3 separate regions of the Mus musculus genome follow, and regions 1 and 2 are each linked to region 3. The links are chromatin contacts, called in public Hi-C maps. All regions are on one chromosome and are shown on one strand. The core of a region is the stretch at or near the end of the contact, and the rest is flanking DNA. Distances in the headings are between cores, read along the strand shown. Region 1 has its middle 22 kb from the start of Gm30474. Region 2 has its middle 13 kb from the start of Gm30530. Region 3 overlaps Clic6 (chloride intracellular channel 6).

What was found. Hi-C and Micro-C count contacts between places; a contact is called where the count stands out from the background.
Region 1: a contact with region 3 is called in a Hi-C map of bone marrow-derived macrophages, with 16 read pairs. The contact joins two enhancer-like sites. A contact is called at or near these places in 5 of 484 Hi-C or Micro-C datasets (the C2C12 cell line, the NIH/3T3 cell line, bone marrow-derived macrophages and 2 more).
Region 2: a Hi-C map of bone marrow-derived macrophages shows a contact between it and region 3, with 15 read pairs. The contact joins two enhancer-like sites. A contact is called at or near these places in 2 of 484 Hi-C or Micro-C datasets (bone marrow-derived macrophages and nephron progenitors) and 1 of 115 datasets of contacts at active chromatin or transcription factors (acute myeloid leukemia).

Annotation. Positions count from the first base shown.
Region 1 is chr16:93,107,922-93,111,466 of GRCm38.p6, reverse strand. No RefSeq gene overlaps it. Among named protein-coding and RNA genes, the nearest start is that of Gm30474, 22 kb to the left of the region's middle. Within about 2 kb of position 1,661, at least 58 of the 459 cell types and tissues checked have an H3K27ac peak or open chromatin away from gene starts, as enhancers often do. A contact at or near this core is called in bone marrow-derived macrophages, where this site is marked.
Region 2 is chr16:93,205,437-93,209,017 of GRCm38.p6, reverse strand. No RefSeq gene overlaps it. Among named protein-coding and RNA genes, the nearest start is that of Gm30530, 13 kb to the right of the region's middle. Within about 2 kb of position 1,582, at least 32 of the 459 cell types and tissues checked have an H3K27ac peak or open chromatin away from gene starts, as enhancers often do. A contact at or near this core is called in bone marrow-derived macrophages, where this site is marked.
Region 3 is chr16:92,518,648-92,522,372 of GRCm38.p6, reverse strand. The region is part of intron 1 of Clic6 (chloride intracellular channel 6); the gene reads right to left. Among named protein-coding and RNA genes, the nearest start is that of Clic6, 22 kb to the right of the region's middle. Within about 2 kb of position 2,137, at least 16 of the 459 cell types and tissues checked have an H3K27ac peak or open chromatin away from gene starts, as enhancers often do. A contact at or near this core is called in bone marrow-derived macrophages, where this site is marked.

The DNA of each region.
Region 1 (3,545 bases), core at 412-2,911, 590 kb before region 3:
TCCTATATAGGCCACATTGGCCTGAAACTCAGAGCAATCCTCCTGCTGCAGCCTCCCAAGTGCTGAGATTACAGGCACGCTCACCACAATGGTTCTGACGTGGCCTTTCTAAACATCAAAGCCCATAGACTCTTCAGTCTGGATTATTCTTTGCTGTAGGGCTGTCCTGTGCATGGTAGTCCTGAAGGCTTGAGTTGGCCTCTACTGAGAAACACTGTTTTAAACCAAAACAAGGCAAAGAAAAATTGGGCAAGCGCCTGGGAAGCTGGCTTCAGGTGTGGAGCCCTGTCAGCTGCCTGTTGTCCTTTCCCACAGCTGTGTGGAGGGTATTACACACTTGCTTCACAGCCCTCGAAGGCAAGGGGGGCAGTACAAAGACAGAGGCTGCACTACACAGGTGCTCCAGCCAGTGTTGGCTGGATGACTAATGAATGAATGAATGAATGGGTGGATTATGTAACCTATGGTTGAGAGAACTCTGAGGAGGAGGGGCCTCCTTTCCTGGGTTCCCTTGTAGCCCTAGCCCACCCAGAGCTGCGTATGTGCTTCTGCAGCATGGAGAAAAGGAGCAGGCCATGCGCTAGCTCCTAAGTCCTAGATCTGCATTGCACAACTGACTCACGGAGCCCTAAAGACCCCAGAAGCACGTGTGAGTGATCAGCTATTGGCTCGTCTTTCCCTTGATTCTCAAAATTCCAGGTTGTCAGATTACATTCACACAAAGATCCTGCTGAACCAGAAAGATGTCACACCTGGTCTACCCCACCCCTTCCTCTGGTGAACTGGAGAGATGCCATGCAGGCCTGCCCTTTGTTCCCTGTGACTGGTGACACCAAAGTCTCCTGATTCTAAGAAGGACCCATCGTATCCCTTCCGTTTAAAGTGTCCTGTATGTATTCCAGCTTCTGCAGAGGCCTCCTGTGGATGCAAAGCACACATCAACTTGGCAAAGCCTCATCTTGACACGAAAGAAACAAAACCCTGCCAAAAACCAAGGGGCAGCAACAGCAAAGAGACACTCAGGACTTGTTTGTATGTTTAATTTACAATTTCAATGCTATGACAAAAATAAAGTAGGAAAGATGTGGCTTTGCTCATGCTTTCAGAGATTTCAGACTGTGGTCCTTGGCCCAGTGCGCTCTGGGTCTGTGCAGAAGGAGGAACTTCATAGAGGTGGGAGCTAATGATAGGGACATAGCCATGTCATAGCCGATAAAGGAGAGACAGTTATAGATAGATAAACACACACACACACACATATGCACACACAGGTAGACACAGATACATAGGCACACACACACACAGACACAGGGTCACAGACAGAGATAGAGATGGACACAGACAGATAAAGACTCACACAGCGTCAGACAGAGGCACACACACACACACAGAGATAGAGACAGAGATAGACAGAGACAGAGACACAGACAGACAGACATAGACATAGACAGACAGACAGACAGGCAGGCAGACAGAGACATGTTTTCTGTGACATACTTCCTCCAGCTACCCCTCCCCAACATCTAAAGTTTCCAGAACCTCCTAAAATAGCACCAGCAGTTGAGAATCGCGTCTTCAATACGTGAGCCAACCATACAGCGTTGCATGTCTCCTGCTAAAAATAACAAAAGTACGAGTCACCGAGAGGGAGGTAGAGTTGACTCACACTGATTGAGCCACTGGCGTTCATGGCAGTATTGACATTGCTTGTTGGACAGCGGGGAACTGTTAAGAGCCTGTTTTCACTTTCCCAAATTTCCATAAAACGTTTACAAAACACACTTGCTTTTAGTATGATTGTATGGGGAAAGCCATTGGCTCTCCACGCCCTTGGTGTGTGAGGTACGTGTCATAACAAAACAAGAGAGAGGGTGGGTAGGTGGGTAGCCCAGTAGCTACCTCTACAGTGCGTGGCTAGCATGTACAGGACGTTGGTTCAAACCTCAGCAGCAGAGCGGTGGCACATACTGCAATCCCAACAGCCTACCCATAGGTAAAGGCTGGGGGCCCAAGAGCTCGAGATCAGCCTTGGGTATATACAGTAAGCCTGAGGTCGGCTTGGGCTACACTAGACACTGCACGAATCTTCTTAAAAATGTTTACATGGAGTAAACTTGCAGGTAGAACTATTGATGTTCCTCACAAGTTTTTCAAACTTTTTGAATAGTTCCCCCCCCCTTTTTTTAAAGATTGACTTTATTTTGATATTTTATAGAATCTGTTCTGGCAAGAGCCTAGTCACTATTTTAATGGTTGAGAGTGACATGTTAAATAATTAAGCCCTATCTCTTTATGTAGCTAAGACCGCAGAATAGCATCTGTGACATCCTAAGGAAAGCACCAAGCATTGTAATGCCTCAGAACTGGAGAAGTTGGGGCTTGGCCACAACCCCAAAAGATCCAATTTCTGCTTTCAAATATCCTCCATCCTACTGAAGGTCCCTGAGATTAGTGAGCGGCACAAGCACCATGAACTTGAGAATCGACTCTCTGAGAACGTAGCATGTTCTGCGGTGCCCTGTGATGTCAGGGATGCCCCCTCGGATGCTTTCACTTCAATTCACCTCCTCGCTTGTCAACAAGAAGGTTGTGGTCACTTCTCAGGTACATCCACCTCGTTTTGTGAGATAGAATCTCACCCTAACTGGTCATCAAACCCCAGGGACCCAACTGTCACCGCCTCCCCAGAGCTGGCATTACAAGCATGCACCACCACACACACCTTTTTAAGCGTGGGTCCTTGAACTTGGGTCCTCACGCTGTCAAGGCGGACACTTGACTTCCTGCACTGTCTCCCAGGCTTGGTGCCAGTCCTCATTGAGGAATAAGCCAGACATCCAGCAGTTGTATTTGATCTAAAGCTACCCCATCTTGTCCCTGTCACCTAGGTGTGCACAACACGAGCTTTCTGTACTCTTTATCCTAGAAGACAGAAGCCATCTCTGCACACCAAGGACCATAAGACAATATGGATTTCATGACTCCCTCAAACGTTCGTTAAGGCTGGCCTGTCAGGGTTGGGAGTACACATATAACTTAATATACATCTTTTTAGGTCCATAACAAAAAGTGTTGTATGCTTGCAACCAGAACAGCGCCATATCCTAATTATTATTTATTATTGTCATCAAAGCCACAGCTACTGGTCTTGATAGTGAGAGCTAACATGAAATAGATATTGACAAACTATTCACCGATTTAATCATCTCTCCAGCCACTTGTGTTTGCAAATGAATCTCCTGTCAACATCAAATCCTCATCAGCATTCCACACTCAGTGTGTGAGGATCATGTAAAATTGATGAGCTCAGATTTCTATTAAATGCACTACCTATTTCTGGGGTTACTTATATGGGCTTTCTGGAAGCTTGGAATCCTGGTGTCTTATAAACAAGACAGGCTCTGGCCTTTTACTTTAAAAGGGTCTTTAGAAAGCTTTTAGGACTATGCTGAGATGGAGTGCTCGTTAGAAAGATTGGAAAGAATGGAAAATTCCATGTGTGTGAGATTCCTGGGTAATATGTACAAATTAAGACTGTAAAGAAA
Region 2 (3,581 bases), core at 333-2,832, 690 kb before region 3:
ATTAACTGCCTGTACCTAGGGAGGATGTGGTCCCATGAGCCCTGGTCTAACCACGATGGCCCAGCACTTGGAGGAATTCATTTGCAAGAGACACAAGATCTAAGATGACGGGTCTCTAGAGTGGGCGTGTCCAGGCAGTGTGCCTTTGGGGCCCCACCTTCAGAGCCCACGCCATGTTGTCTGCAAGCGTATACCATTTGCAAGTTCATCTTTAGTGATGTCTTCGGCCCTCAGTGTGGCCTGTCTCCTTTGGAATGAGGTTCTAGGAGACCAAAGTTAAATTTTTGTTTTGCCACATTTTCACAAAGACATGTGCCTGGTAGAAATCCTTGTACTCTTTGCTTCTGAGGTTTCACAATGTCTCCAAGGAGGGCTTTGTGGATCCTTGGGAGCGGAATAAAGAGCCTGACGGATGTGTGGGCAGTTTGTATTGGAAGGAGTTAGTCTGGCCTGTTGGTGATTAGATGATAGACTAGGCTTTGCCTGGCTTGCATGGATTGTAATTCCCATTTCAGCCTGTCCACCCATGGTGGAGGTAGACAGAGATGTTTCTCACATTCTGGGAGGAGTGTACCCGAAGCTGGAGTAGAATCTTGGCTTTCCTCTCCCACAGGTGACATATGCTGTGGCTTTATCTCTTGACTGCATAGACTGTTTAGCAAGCTGCAGTTTTGTTGGCCGTCTGAGGGTGTTAGCTTTGACCCTAAAGGAAGGCTCCATGATCAGGCAGGACTCACAAATCAGGGGTCATAGATGCATCTCACCCAAGATGGGAAGAAAAGACTGTCCCTGCTTCTTATGGACCCTTGCATCACTGTGAATGTCCCTGGAGGAGTCTGCACAACCGGAAGCAGCCTGAAACATCCACACCCTGAAGTGATGATTTCAGAGACCATCACCACCCAGGAAACAATCCGAAGGACCCTCACTCTTTACTGGTCGCTTGGAAATCCCAGGCAACACCCAAGACAGCAGCATTCTTTCCTTCCAGTCCCCCCTCCTGTCCCACAGTTTTATCTCTATGGGTGAAACCAGACCAGTGTGGATTGCACAAACTACTGAGCATTCTAATTCTAAAGATGAAGGTCAAGTGATAATGGAGATTAGAAGACTGTTGTGCAATCGGCTGTCTCTTCTAGAGCTAAACACGGGAACCAGAAACAATGATCTCTGTTGCAACACTGACTTAGCCAACTGCACTGAAAACCCTCTGTCCACAGCAGTACGTCCACACAACTGAATAGTATTCAACCCTGAAGAGGAATGAACTCTCAAGGCATGAAGAGCCTCTAGGGAAGAGACCCTAATGCATATCACATGTGCAAAGAAGCCAGTCTGAAAGGATGCAGAGTGTCTGGTTCTGGCTTTGTGATGTTCTAGAAGAGGCAAAATGAGAGGGAGTAAGGAGACTGGAGGTTGCTGGGAGCTTTGTGGGTGGAGAAAGGAATATGATGATAGGCCATAATGATGGGTTTTCAGGGCAGTGACACTGTTCCATAACAGCACACATGGGTTGTCTAAACTTACGAGACATTTGTCACTGAACGAGAAGCCTAATGTACACTGTGGGTTTTAGTTGGTCGCAGCGTGACTCTTGGTTTAGGGAAGTGAACCACCGTAGTTGTGGGTATTAGGCATGGAGGAGATGAGGTGTGGGGGTCATGGAAACAGTTAATCTTTCTCCACAACTCACTTAAAGCCTAAAATGTTCCAAATATTAGTCTATTGATGCAGAAGGAGATAGTTTCAACACAGGGTAGTCTGTGAGGCTGGTGGTTGGCTGAATGGTGTTGGGGTAAAGCGTTCTGGGCTTTAGTGTGTGAGGACTGAGAAATGCACAGATCTAAGTTGATGCAGAACTTTCTGTGTAGAACATGGAACAGGATCTGAAGTCACCCAGCGTGTCAGGAATCCCACTCACATCAAGGCCCAAGTAGCCATTTCACATTCTGTGCCCCGTGCACTCCCAGCTCCCAAGGCTCAGGAAAGACAGCGAGGGTCAAGTGTACCCCCGTTCTTGCTCTCCTGCATCCAGTTCTAGCAATTCAAACTCATAGTCATCTCTCCCCTGTGCTCCAGGGGCTCTGGCTCACACGCATCACCCAGTGCCTCGACAACTCCTCTTAACTCATAGATGGTGGCATGTGCCCATGTGCTCAAGCTAGGCAGTGACTTAGCTCAGTGAGGAAGATGCAAGACAAGTGCCTTGAAGAAAAGCTGTTTCTCACTCTCTCTTCTGAAGGCTTCTAGTGCCGAGCAGGGTGTGGCCGAGGCCTGCTGAAGACTCTCCTTGGCTTGCAGACAGTCACCCTGTTCCCTGTATCCTCCTCAGACAGATTTCCCCCTTTTATCTTTATAAATAAATCCCTGATCCTACCGTGATTACCCAATCTCCATGACCCAATATAACCTTAACTATGTCCTAAATCTCCCATCTCCAATTCCCATCCCATTAGGAGATAGAGCTTCCACACCCAAAGTTTGGAGGCCCTGACAGTATCCGTGTGAGGAGTGAAAACCCAAAGCCTTATCTGCCCCCACCAACTGCACTTTTTTGTGTTTTGCTTTCTTTAATTTTCTTCCTTTTCTCTTCTGTCTTTGCGTACTGCTTTCCACACGCAGGAACTGAAATTCTTCTGGGAAATGCTGGCTCTGCATTTTGCTGTTTTATATGGATATGTGTCTTGCCTTTATAAGCTCTGCTGTCCGTCTACAAAAGGAATATTAGGAAGTCCACATAATAACAGTGTTCCATGGACCAAATAAAGCTGAAAGACACACTGTTCACTTGTGGGTACTCATGTAGGTGTGCACCTATTCAACATGATCCTTTCTTCTGTGTGTTTTGTGGCTGAGTGACCCCCACAGCAGTGCCCCGTGCACTTAGAATGCACAGTCTCATGTGCATCCCATGGCAGTGTGGATGTGGCATGGGTAAAGTCTCAACTTGGAATTTGTTGGGAGAGAGCAATCCATTAAAGAGGGAAAAATCAATAGCCCAATTAGGGCCCATTTCATCCAGTAATGATGGCAGCTGCCCTAAAGGACCCTGCTACCCACTGCTGCCTCTAATGCTGTGTGCTGGCTGCCACTAGAGCCAGCCCAGGAAGCAGTGCCCTCTCAGGACCCCTTGGATATGGAAAGTGCAGCAGATGCGGGCATATACATCCTGTCTTAATCAACAACACAGCACGGTAACTTAGCAAGAGACAACCCCCTCCCTCCTCTGCTGAGCTCCGGCAGTAATAGGATAGTAATAGTAAATAGAAAAAGTATTTTCTACTTGATTTTTTTGTGCTTTTTGTCATCTGCTTTCTCTAAGGAAGACTTGAAGCTAGCACCAGCATGAAGCCAGTTTTGCCACACTGTGAGGGAGCTGTAAAACCTCGGGAACATTCCTTGTGAAAATTTGCTCTTAGAGTGATTTAGGTCTAAGCTGAGCTGCCATTTGTGTGTGTGTGTGTGTGTGTGTGTGTGTGTGTGTGTGTGCATGTATATATGTGTGTGTGCATACAGGTATGTGCATGTGTGTGTGCATGTGTGTGCATGTATGCATGTGTGTAAGTATGTTTGTGTGTGTG
Region 3 (3,725 bases), core at 888-3,387:
ACTTAAATCACTGCCATTGAGCCTAACAAGGACCTCAGATAGTAAATAGATGTGTGTTTATTATCACCATTTAGAGGGGAGAACGTTAAGACTCAGATAGGTAGAGGAACCTGCCCAGGGCCACACAGCAGCAGGATTTGAATCAAAGAACCTAGGTTGTATATCCAGTTTATAACATGCTAGACAAGTGGAAAAGTCCCCCACCTCCCTGTCCACTCTTTACTTCTCTTTCATCAGAGCCCTTCCAGAGAAAAGCAGAACTTTTCCAGATGACTTCCCTCATCCCTGTCACACAAGGGTTGGAGGTGACTTGCAAGAACCACAGCCAAGGCGAGATGGCTCAGCGGCTAAGAGCACTGACTGTTCTTCTGAAGGTCCTGAGTTCAAATCCCAGCAACCACGTGGTGGCTCACAACGATCCGTAATGAGATCTGACACCCTCTTCTGGTGTGTCTGAAGTCAGCTACAGTGTACTTATGTATAATAATAAAGTAATAAATTCATCTTTAGGCTGGTGTGAGTGGGGTCAACCGGAAATGCAGAGGTTCTGAATTCAAATTCCCAGCAACCACATGGCTCACAACCATCAGTACAGCTACAGTGTACTCATATATACAATAAATAAATAAATAAATAAATAAATAAATAAATAAATAAATCAGGAAGAAAGAAAGAAAGGAAGGAAGGAAGGAAGGAAGGAAGGAAGGAAGGAAGGAAGAAAGAAAGAAAGAAAGAAAGAAAGAAAGAAAGAAAGAAAGAAAGAAAGAAAGAAAGAAAGAAAGAAAGAACCACAGTGACAATAAGAGAATAAGTATCAGAAGCAGGTAAGAAGACCAAAGGACACTGTGGTTGGAAAAGAAGATGGAGCTCTGTTGAGGCTCTCAGCTGAAGCAGCCGGAAGGAGACACCCCACAGCCCCAGGGGCCCCTTTGGCTTTCTTTGACTCTGATACATTGTAACTCCTCTGTCCTCACTGGGAAACTTTCACCCGCCAGGAGGAAGGCAACAGGGCTGATTCTGCAAACCCTCCCCATACCGAGTTCTCTGCAAACCCTCCCCATACAGAGTTCTCTGCAAACCCTCCCCATACCGAGTTCTCTGCAAACCCTCCCCATACGGAGTTCTCTGCAAACCCTCCCCATACCGAGTTCAAAGTGTCCAGCTGATGAAGGGAGCTGACTCTGTGGGGCTGGCCTCTCACATCACACTCAAAAAGAAGGGAGACCTATAAAGCGTGAGCTGTGACCTTTGTCCCCCCTCTGCTTCCAGCTGGGCAGGCAGAGACAAGGTCTGCTGCAGGCCACCACAGCCCCATGTGCCCAGCCAAGGTGTTTTTGACGGCAGTAAAGCTAGTGTTCCTTTTGGTCATAACGAGTTTTCGATAGAAACACGAGGAGTGCTGGGTGCTAAAAGCTTGGGAAAAACTCCCCAACTGGCTTTCCAAGCAGGTCTGCCCTTGACCACAGCTCTCTCCACCACTGATGGATAATGACAAGAATATGGGAAAAGACATTTGAAAACTATTTACTAATACAATAGACGGGGGAAATGACCCTTTAAAGAGGCCAGCTTCCTAATGCACACATCACCTTACGAGGCAGAGAGGGCGGTGTGAATGATATCCAAGCTATACATTTTGAGATGGAGGTGATATCCTGGATGATTAAGTTGGTCCAAGCTAATCATGTGGGTTCCCACAGGGAGACCTTCCCCTAACTGCTATCTGGAAAGTTTTGACCAGGGAAGAATGGTCACAGATGAAATTAGCTCTAACGCTGAAGGGGGAGGTCGTGGGTCCAGGAGAAGAGATGGCTTCGAGCAGCTGGAGAATAAAGACTGTGGACTGTCCCCTGCAGCTTCAACGCCAGTGAGGCAACATCATGCTTGAACCAGAAAGACAATCAAGTAAGAAGCCGAAGTTGCTTAGGCTTTCTAGACTCTAGCAATCTATTACAGTAGAACCAGAAAAAACCTGCAGCTGAAGTTCCCATCGGAAATCCTCGACCTCTGCCCGAGACAGTTTGGCAGGTGATCCTCGAGTCAGACAGAAAGAGGGACAGCCTGTGGCACAGCGGGTGCTGAGCCTAGTTCTAGAAACTTCCTTCATGGAGCTACTCCAGGAAGTTGTGTAATGGCCACAGGGCCCAGGCAAGGTAGGCAAAGCTTCCTTTGTTTGCGGCTGAGAGGATAGCTCTTCTGTGTGAACTCCAGAACTCCCAAAGCTGTTTTGATGTCAACATAGGAGACCTCTCCCATCCTTCCTTCTGGAAGCAATGAATTTTTCTAGCTGGATTCACAGCTTGCCCTCAGAGACCTAGTCACAGAGACAGCTTCAGGAGGGCATTGGTGCCCCCTCGTGGTTACAAGATATAGTCCGTGTGTAGCGCTTGATTCACAAGGGCCCTCAGGCTTTAGGGTCCAACTGAAAACGCCCTTAGGTTTTAACCCCTTTAGGTCATTAAAGTACCCAGATGTCGCCAGACCATGGCAGTGGGTGTCCTCATGCACCAGATTTCAGTGCTAAGCCGTAAATTCTATATCAGGAGGATGAATGGGTCAGTGAAGTTTTGCTGGGCAAGCATGGATACCTGCTGGGGGGCAGAGATGGGAGCGTCCCTGGGGCTGGCTGGGCAGTGGAATCAGCTCTAGGTTCGGGGAGCACATATGCTTCTCAAAACATCAGTGGAGGGAGAGGAAGACAGCTAGTGACCACCCCTAGCCTCCACACACGCCAACATGGGCAAGGGCACACGCCACACACATGCTCATGTGACCACTCCACAGGTACAGGGAAAACGGGGGGCACACACACATGCACATGTGACTACATCACAGGAACATGGGAAACATGGACAGTTCACACACATGCACATGTGAGTATTCCACAGGTACATGGGAAACAGGCAGTCTAGGAAGACCAAAACAAAATGCTCTCCCTAGGCAATAACCTTCTATAGTCTACCAAAAGCTACCAAGGGGATATAGTCTCGCTGTCTTCCAAGCTAACACTGTCCCCAACAAACCTGGGCCCTCACAGTGAGCCATTAAAATACAACTTAACTTGAGACCAGCAAGAAGACTCAGGGCAGCTTGTTAGGAAGATGCCAATTCCAGGAGTGTTCATTATCTCTCACTGAACTTGGAGAGCAGAGACAGAGAGAGAGGTAGGTGAGCAGCATGGCAGGGACGCCGGTGTGCTGGGCAGAGTGAACCCTGAGCACCTTCAAATCCAGCTTCCTCAGTTTGTTCGGAATCCCCTTGCTCGCTCGTTCACAAGTTCTTCAGACTCATCTCTCTCTGTGATGTTTCTAAGTGCTGTGGAGATGAAGGCCCGGTAGCTACTTATTAACAAAGGGGGAAAGGTCCAGGGGCCTCATGATACTCGGGTTGATTTTAGTGGCCAGTGTATGAAGTTCTTTGCTGCTGGGAGCCAGCAATTCTATAGCAACTTTTGTTCCTTAGTAAATCAGAAATCTCTTAAGGGCTCTTAAGGGAGGTAACATGAGGCCAGGGGTGGGGCCTGTGTGGGTCTGGGAATGTTTTCATCTTAACAGGAAAAGATAGCAGAAACCAGTGCTCTGTGGCTAACTGCATACATAAGGAAGCAATGACCACCTACAAGATTTGTGACATTTGGAAAAAATCTACCTAAAACATGGTCCCATAACTTGGCTTGTAAACCTGAATCTCAGAGAGATATTTAGAAAAAAAATAACAAAAAATGT